Linked DNA regions of Ovis aries: region 2 is linked to region 1. A link is a contact called in public Hi-C data. All regions are on one chromosome and are shown on one strand. Each heading gives the region's core, a stretch centred on a gene start, on an enhancer-like site or on the middle of the called end of the contact. The rest is flanking DNA. Distances are from core to core; before and after follow the strand shown. Region 1 holds the start of HECTD2 (HECT domain E3 ubiquitin protein ligase 2). Region 2 holds the start of PPP1R3C (protein phosphatase 1 regulatory subunit 3C).

What was found. A called contact is a pair of places that touch in the nucleus more often than the background predicts.
Region 2: a Hi-C map of skin fibroblasts shows a contact between it and region 1, with 2.5 times the contacts expected there. The contact joins the promoter of PPP1R3C here to the promoter of HECTD2 in region 1. A contact is called at or near these places in 3 of 16 Hi-C or Micro-C datasets (skin fibroblasts and tail adipose tissue).

What each region holds. Positions count from the first base shown.
Region 1 is chr22:12,827,609-12,831,469 of ARS-UI_Ramb_v3.0, forward strand. HECTD2 (HECT domain E3 ubiquitin protein ligase 2) reads left to right here and starts at 1,497. Exons shown (of 21, transcript XM_027960547.2): 1 at 1,497-1,729. The coding sequence starts at 1,592.
Region 2 is chr22:13,014,615-13,018,044 of ARS-UI_Ramb_v3.0, forward strand. It overlaps PPP1R3C (protein phosphatase 1 regulatory subunit 3C), which reads right to left and starts at 1,447. Exons shown (of 2, transcript XM_004020030.5): 1 at 1,346-1,447. The coding sequence starts at 1,359.

The DNA.
Region 1 (3,861 bases), core at 247-2,746:
TAATATAGAAGGCAATCCTGAATACTAATTATTATAGTCATTACATGATTTACTTCAGATCTGTTTGTTACAAATTCTGGGTTTGAAGGAAAAAACATGCAACCTCGTTTCATGGTGCACTATAACTAGTACTCAGTTATGCTAATAATTCTGAATTATGTAAAATAACAGATAACCCAAACATCCTCCCAAACAAGTTTCAGAGATATTTTTAGTTATTTGGATCTGGGTACCCATGATTTGAAAATTCACTCATCCTCAAGTGAAATAACAAAGCCGCTACCGAGAGCCGTGTATATGACCGTCAAGAATCCCCTGTTTTTAATAGGCGATGCAGCACATCCTTACTCTCTCCTTTCCCTTAGATCAGCAGGTGTCTCCGCAGCTCCAGTAGACTGAGAGAAGGAAAAGGAGGGGGCGGAAAGGAAAGGAAATGTCTGTGTGGCTTGGTCGTGGGGGTGGGGATGGGGGATGTTTTAATATCATGATTAAAAGCTTTCCTCCTCACTTTTAAAGTTCGCACCCATATTAACGATCTGACATTAAGGATTATGCGGCGGAGTTTGGGTCTGTCCATCTGCAACTTATAAAAGGAAACGAACAAGGAAGGGATAGGAGGCAGCAAAGAGATGCGGGGAGAGAGCGAGATGTAGGCGCGTGGGGACGGGAAGGGAGAGGCGGATTTGGCAGTCCAAGTAGGGACGGGAAGAACAGGAATGGAAAGTGTGGCCTGGCCGTCCCGCCCTGCGGTGGGGAAGGTGGAGCCCACGGCGTCTCATTTCCCCTCTCCCCACCTCAGCCTTTTCTTTTGTAGATGGGGGCTCTTGGGGCATCTACAAAGGGTCGGTCGACTATAAAAGCAAGGTTGCCTGCAGAGGACGCCCAGGCTCGAGACCTCGCTCTTGGGGCAAGCGGGCGGGCGGGCGGGGTGGCAGGGACGAGCAGCGGCCCGAAGGCGACGGTTTTGCAGGCGCTGGAGAGGAAAAATCCCCCGCGGGTCTAGGCGCCCCAAGTCAGGGCCGTCCGTGCAGAGGAGGCTGCCGCGCGCCCCGCCCCACGGCAGCCCTTCGGGAACGCTCTATCCCCGCGCGACCTTTGCTGGCTTCGCCGTGTCCCCCAGAGTACCGGCTCGCTAGTCCCGACCCCCTCCTCGCCGGTTCGGGCGACGGTCGGCAAACAACATGGCGGCCCGGCTGCGGCGCCTCCTCTCCGGGCCCCCGGGGCAGCGAGGGTGGCAGCGGCCAGCGTCCGGGCCCCGCTCCCCGCGAGCCGAGCCGGGGGCGAGGAGGGGGCGACAGAGGCGAGGAGCGGGCGACAGAGGCGAGGAGCGGGCGGGAGCCGCGGGCGGGCTGGCCCCGCGAGCGGGGGCGGGGGCGGGGGCGGGGGCGCGGCGGGCATCCGGGCGCGCGCGCGGCGCGAGCGCGGGGCCGCGGCGCGGGCGCGGGCGCGGGCGCGGGCGGGGGCGGAGCGGCGGCGGAGGCTGGACGCGGTGGCCCAGAGCCCTCTCGCGGCCGCGGCGGCAGCAGCGCCAACCCCAGCCGCAGCCTGGCCGCCGCTGCCGCCGCCTCGCGCTCCAGCCGCCCGGCCCGACATGAGTGAAGCGGATCGGGTGCCCTCGCCCGCCGCGCCGCCGGCGGTGGCGGCGACTGCGCCCGAGGAGAAGAAAGGGAAGGAACCCGAGCGTGAGAAGCTGCCGCCCATCGTGTCGGCGGGCGCCAGTGCCCCTGCGGTAGGTGCCGGGCGGGGGCCGCGGGGCGCCCCGACGGCCGGTCGCGAGGGGGGCGAGGGGAGCCCGGGGACCCCGCTTCTCCTCCAGGGAGCCCCGGACCCGCCCGGGGAGAAGCGCTCAGGCTGCCCTTCCTCGGGCTGAAATCGAGGAGTTGTGTCTCGGGGACAGCCGTGATCATTTCTCGAGCTGCACCTTCCACCCTCGGGGAATGCCGGGGTGGCCGAGTCAGCTGGCTGTTTTCGGTCATTTTCTGGTTTGGGGGCTTCCCTCTTTCTCTAAGGAAATAACCAGCTTTTTGGAGTCCATCGTCTCTTGGATGAGGATAAGGTGTCAGGCAGGCGGGAGTGGGTTTTCCGCTGAGCCGTCTGCCTGCCGTGGGAGAGCGAAGATTTCTCCCCTTTTCTTCGCTTTTTCTTTCCGTTCCTCCTTCAGATTGAACAGGCTCTGAGGCGAGTTTCCACTTAATTGTGACCTTTCGTTTGCTGTCAGGATAGTGGGAGGTAGATGTCTCGGTGATGGGTTTTCTTTTTCATATGGTACAGACATGTGACGTAAGGTGGGGAAGCTTTTTTAACCTTATATTTAAACTCAAGGGATGTAAGCTTCTCGGGGATGATTTCCCAGCTGGATTTTCTTAAGGATTATTTGCAGAGCGCTTTCAGGCTTCAAACTACAGATTGCCAGATGATGTAATGGGACAGCCCCTCTTCCCTACTTTTACTGGTGGTTATGACTGTTTACTTTGGAGCGCACACACACACAAAATTAACCTCTAATTTTTTAGATTTTTTCATTTGACCCCATATTTATATACTTCTTGAAACTTCAGTACATTTAAAGAGCATGACTTATTCAGCCTGTGTGACAAAATAGTAAAAGTTTTAGAGAACATGATACATTTTCCTTATTCCTGGTTGCAATTCATTTCCTAAAACCTCCCTCTTAAATGACTAAGAACTTACTAAAATAGCTAACTCTAATTTAAAATGTTATAGAAATAACGTTTGATTCAGTAGGTTTTTTGGAAAATGTCTAAGGATTGTGATAACTGAAAATTGCTAGAACGCGCACCATACCTTAAATCACAGCGAAGTGTAGACAGACACTTAAAAAAATTACTACAGTTGATTGGTAAATTGGAGTTGCAGGTAGAAATTACTTTGGGAAATGCTTTGAAGAAATTTGTCACTCAGCTGCTTATAGGCCCAGTTCTTGCTGTTGATTTCCTGGGCTTTTGGAGCTTATCTGGGATGTTCTTAACTGGCAAATAGTATTTCAGCAGTTTATTTCTAAGTCAGTTTAAAACAATGAATGCATGAGTGCTTATACGAACAGTTGTGTTAATCGGTTTAGGTCCTCAAGTAAGGACGCTCCCCAAAACTTACTTATTTCTGTGTAATTGAAAAATCGAAGGCTTGGAATAAAAACTTGGAGAAATTGATACAGTGTGGACATAGGTCTACAGACTGTTATCTTCAGGGGCTTTGAAATTGAGAGGTCTTTGGATTTTAGAAAGTTAATTTATATACATCATGTATACTATCCACAGTGGGGTCCTGGCCAGTTCCTCATAATTAAGCATACTAATAACTCTGCAGTGAAAAGTGTGGGTTGTTCACACTAAATGAGATAAGGTCTATCAGTAGCTTCCTATCAGTTCAGCTCAGGTTGGATTGTCAAAAAGTTCAGTTCAGGTACACGTTTAGTTACCAAATAAGCTCTTTCAGTATTAAGAGCTTAGAGGATTTCATAAGTGTGAACAAAGGAATATGGGCTTGTACTGCTGGACAGACAGAAGAACAGAGTTCAGAAAGTTTCTTAAGGTCTTGAATAAAACCTTGGAAAAACAGGTTAAATTAGAAGAGGATAAGAATGAAGACTTGAGATTTTTGAAGGCAATTTCTGGCGCCTTACAAGCAGAGTGGGTAACATTGTTTTTTTTTGTGTGTGCGTTTTAATGACAGGTTTTTGTTTTTTTAATGACATTCAGAATTTCAGACTCTCTGAAATGATAGAGTTTATCATTAGCACTGAGGTTTTGAGTCACGTCAGGCGAGAAAAGGAGTTCTCAGGTTTTGCAGCGAGAGTTAGGAGAGCAAGGGGGAGGATGAGAAACTTAGCCAGTAATGAAG
Region 2 (3,430 bases), core at 197-2,696, 190 kb after region 1:
CAGGCAAGAATACTGGAGTGGTTTGTCATTTCCTTCTCCAGGGAATCTTCACAACCCTGGGATTGAACCCGTGTCTCCTGCATTGCAGGCAGATTCTTTACCGCTGAGTCACTGGGAAAGCCAAACCTGAAAATAGGATAGTTTCAATAAATGTGTTTTATATATATATATATATACACACACACAACACATATATGAACTTATAAATGTTGAAAAGTCTAATAGGAAGCACAACAAAAAGTTAACAATTATCTCCGGGTGATAGGTGATCTATTTTTGCCTTTGTACTTTTTTGGTATTTTCAAATGTTCTGGCAATGGATATTTATAACTAGAAAGATAATAAAGCTATTTAAAATTTAGACATAACTATGCCCAGAAATATTAAACCATGAAGTGTCCATCAAGAAAGGTATTTTTTCTGGCCTTTAGCCCTGAGTATACATTGCCAAACTTATGGACATTTTTCCCCTACCCTAGCCTTCAGATAAGAAGTGTGTGTATACTGTATGTGACATTTCTCGTTCCGGCTTTAGTAACTGTCTTCCCAGCAGCTCTAAGCACATAGCCAAATGGTCATTATCATAAGATGGGTAATAAAAGAATATTCTGAGAATTCACTTTATTAGCCCTAGGATTTTTCTGGGAGACCTACAAACTTAGAACAAACAAATGAGAGAGAAAGCTATATTTATTGGTCTAATAATAGTTAACAGGCGGAAATTTTAGAGACGTCTTCTGCTAAGTTATGTCTAAAGAAGCTATTTAAGTAGTTTTGTGGGTGGTTTTTTTGTTTGGGGGTTTGCCCTGTATTTTCACATTTTGCACTTATCTAAAGACAGTTTCAGGATACGGCGATTTCCCTGGAATGTTAAGTCTGGCCGAAGAGTTTAAAAATAATCATTTGCTCAAACTCCCGAGACTGGCTTTGCTATGGCAAACCGTCAGAAGAAGGAAAGAGGACCAAGGAAAGTGAACATCGTCCATCGTTAAGTTTTTCCCAAAGCTAAACTACACAGCCAGCAATCTGAGTGCTCTTCCCACGAGTCCTTGAGACCTCTGTGCAGGACCAAGAGATACGGTTAGAATCCACGAGGGAATCAGAACTAAAGCTGACTCACGTTTCTGGTTTAAGATGCCGTTTACCGAAATCAGCTCTGCCTAAGATGCTCAGAGCAAATCTTCACACCTCCAAGGCCTCCCCAGCGCCAGATTCTTCAGCAGCCTGTCAACCCGCCCTCCCCTGGGGTCTCCGGGGCGGGGATGACAGCAGGAAAACGCATCCCAGCCTCCCGACAGCTGCGCGCTCCCTGAGCTCCGGGTCGGAGAATCTGCAGGGAACCTACCTGGTGCAGCTCATCAGGCAGAGGAGCGGCGGCACTCCGCGGTTTGCGAGAGTTCGCACGCGTCTCCCGGGAGTCCCCGAGTGGCCGCAGCTCCGGCAGATCGCGGGTGCGGCCCCCGGGAGGCCGCTTAACTGCGGGGGACCACGTGAGCCGACTGCCACGGCCAATCGCTGGGCCGCGGGCTCGACGGCGCGACCAACCAGCGCTCAGCTGGGGCGCGAGCCCTTGCCGGGACGTGACTGCCGTGGTGCAGGGCTCGCCGGGCGCTGGGGGCGCTCTGGGACCCCGGGCCAGCTGGCCGGGGTAGAGTAACGCGAACCCCGGGCGAGGAGGCGTGGAGGCAACCGCGTAGCACAAGTAGCCGGCGCAGGCCAGGAGGGAAAGCAGCAAACCTCCTCCCGCGCGGAGCGCCAACACAGCGGGGCTGCAGGGAGGGAGGTGTCTCACTCGCGAGGCTTCTGTATACAGTTATCTGAGGGCAGGACACTGTGGCTCGTTCCGGGGACGCGTGGAGGGGTGGCGGTGGGGGAAGGGGATGTGTGTGTGTGCTTATATTTATAGTTTTGAAATGTTTATCTTGTTCATTGCTTGGTGCATTGGCTTATCTTCTCCCTTTCCTTGCCCTGAGCAATCAGAAGTTGACTGCATATTTTGGGGTTAGGGTGAACCCGGAAATGCACCACACAGTACATTCTTCTCTAACCAATATTGTTAATAAACCGTGTTAGTCCGTATTAAATGCTTCAGCCCTGTCCGACTCTTTAAGATCCCATGGACTGTGGCCCGCCAGGTTCCTCTGTCCTTGGGATTTCCCAGGGAAGAATACTGGAGTGGGTTGCCATGCCCTTCTCCAGGGGATCTTCCTGATCCAGAGATTGATCCGGGTCTCCTGCTTTGCAGGCAGATTCTTTACCATCTGAGCCACCGGCAGTCTGTGTTAGCCCTATTATAAGACAATGAGGCAGCATTTCATTAAAAGGTACTTTGTATTTCAATCTAGTCTTCAGCTTTTCTCCCTGGAAGAGAAAACTAAAGCCAGAAATGAAAAGGCCTCTTTTGCTCATGTGGTGGGTCAGCCCGCAGAGCCAGTGGTCAACCCAAATCCCTCATCTGGGTTCTGACGTCCTCTGGCAGCGATGTGAAAACCAAAATGTTAAACTATCACACTGTAAGTTTCATGACTCTCCCAGGCCGGTTATTCTCATCGAGGTTTTGTAATTTTGTTTAGTTTGGGGAGTTTTTAGACCATCATCAGTTACAACCATAAAATTAAATTTCTAAGTCGAGTAGGAATTGTTTGTATAAAGTCCATGTCCTTGCTCTGCTCTCAATTTAGTTATCCAGCAGTCCATAAAAATGTACAGAATATACAATGTAAAATGTACAAAAATCCCTATGTCTTTAAAATCACCGTTCAGCAGCAGCAGAAGTGTTAAAATGGTGTGGTTAAAGAAAAAGTGAGTTATCACTGGGGCAGTTATTTATCACTTGGGCTTGATTTTTTAAAGAAAACATCCAACTAAAAGCAGATCTTCTAGTTTCTCAGAACAACCAAAACTAGCTGAAGGGGCACTGTTTGGGTTTGACACTTTCAAATCTAGACAAGTTTGAGCTTCAACTCCCTCATCAGTAAAATGGAGATAGTGAAATTGTTCTGAGGATTAAATGAAACTGTACAGATGAGAAAACTCAGCAAAGTGCTTGGTATGTGTTCAACAACACTATGTTGAGCTAAAGAGTGGATATTACCAATTACAGTTACAGAGAAACATGAAATAAGAAAAATAAATTGTGATCCCATTTTAGGGGTAAGACATGCATATATGGAAAAGAGAATATACTCGACCGAAACGTTAACAGTGCTTAATTTGGGGCAATAGAGATATTATGAATAATTAAAATTTTATTTCTCATTCTGTGGGCTTCCCTGGTGGCTCAGATGATGAAGAAGCCGCCTGCTGTGTGGGAGACCTGGGTTCAATCCCTGCATTGGGAAGATACCCTGGAGAAGGGAATGGCTACCCACTTCAGTGTTCTGGCCTGGAGAATTCCATGCACTATACAGTCCGTGGGGTCATAAAGAGT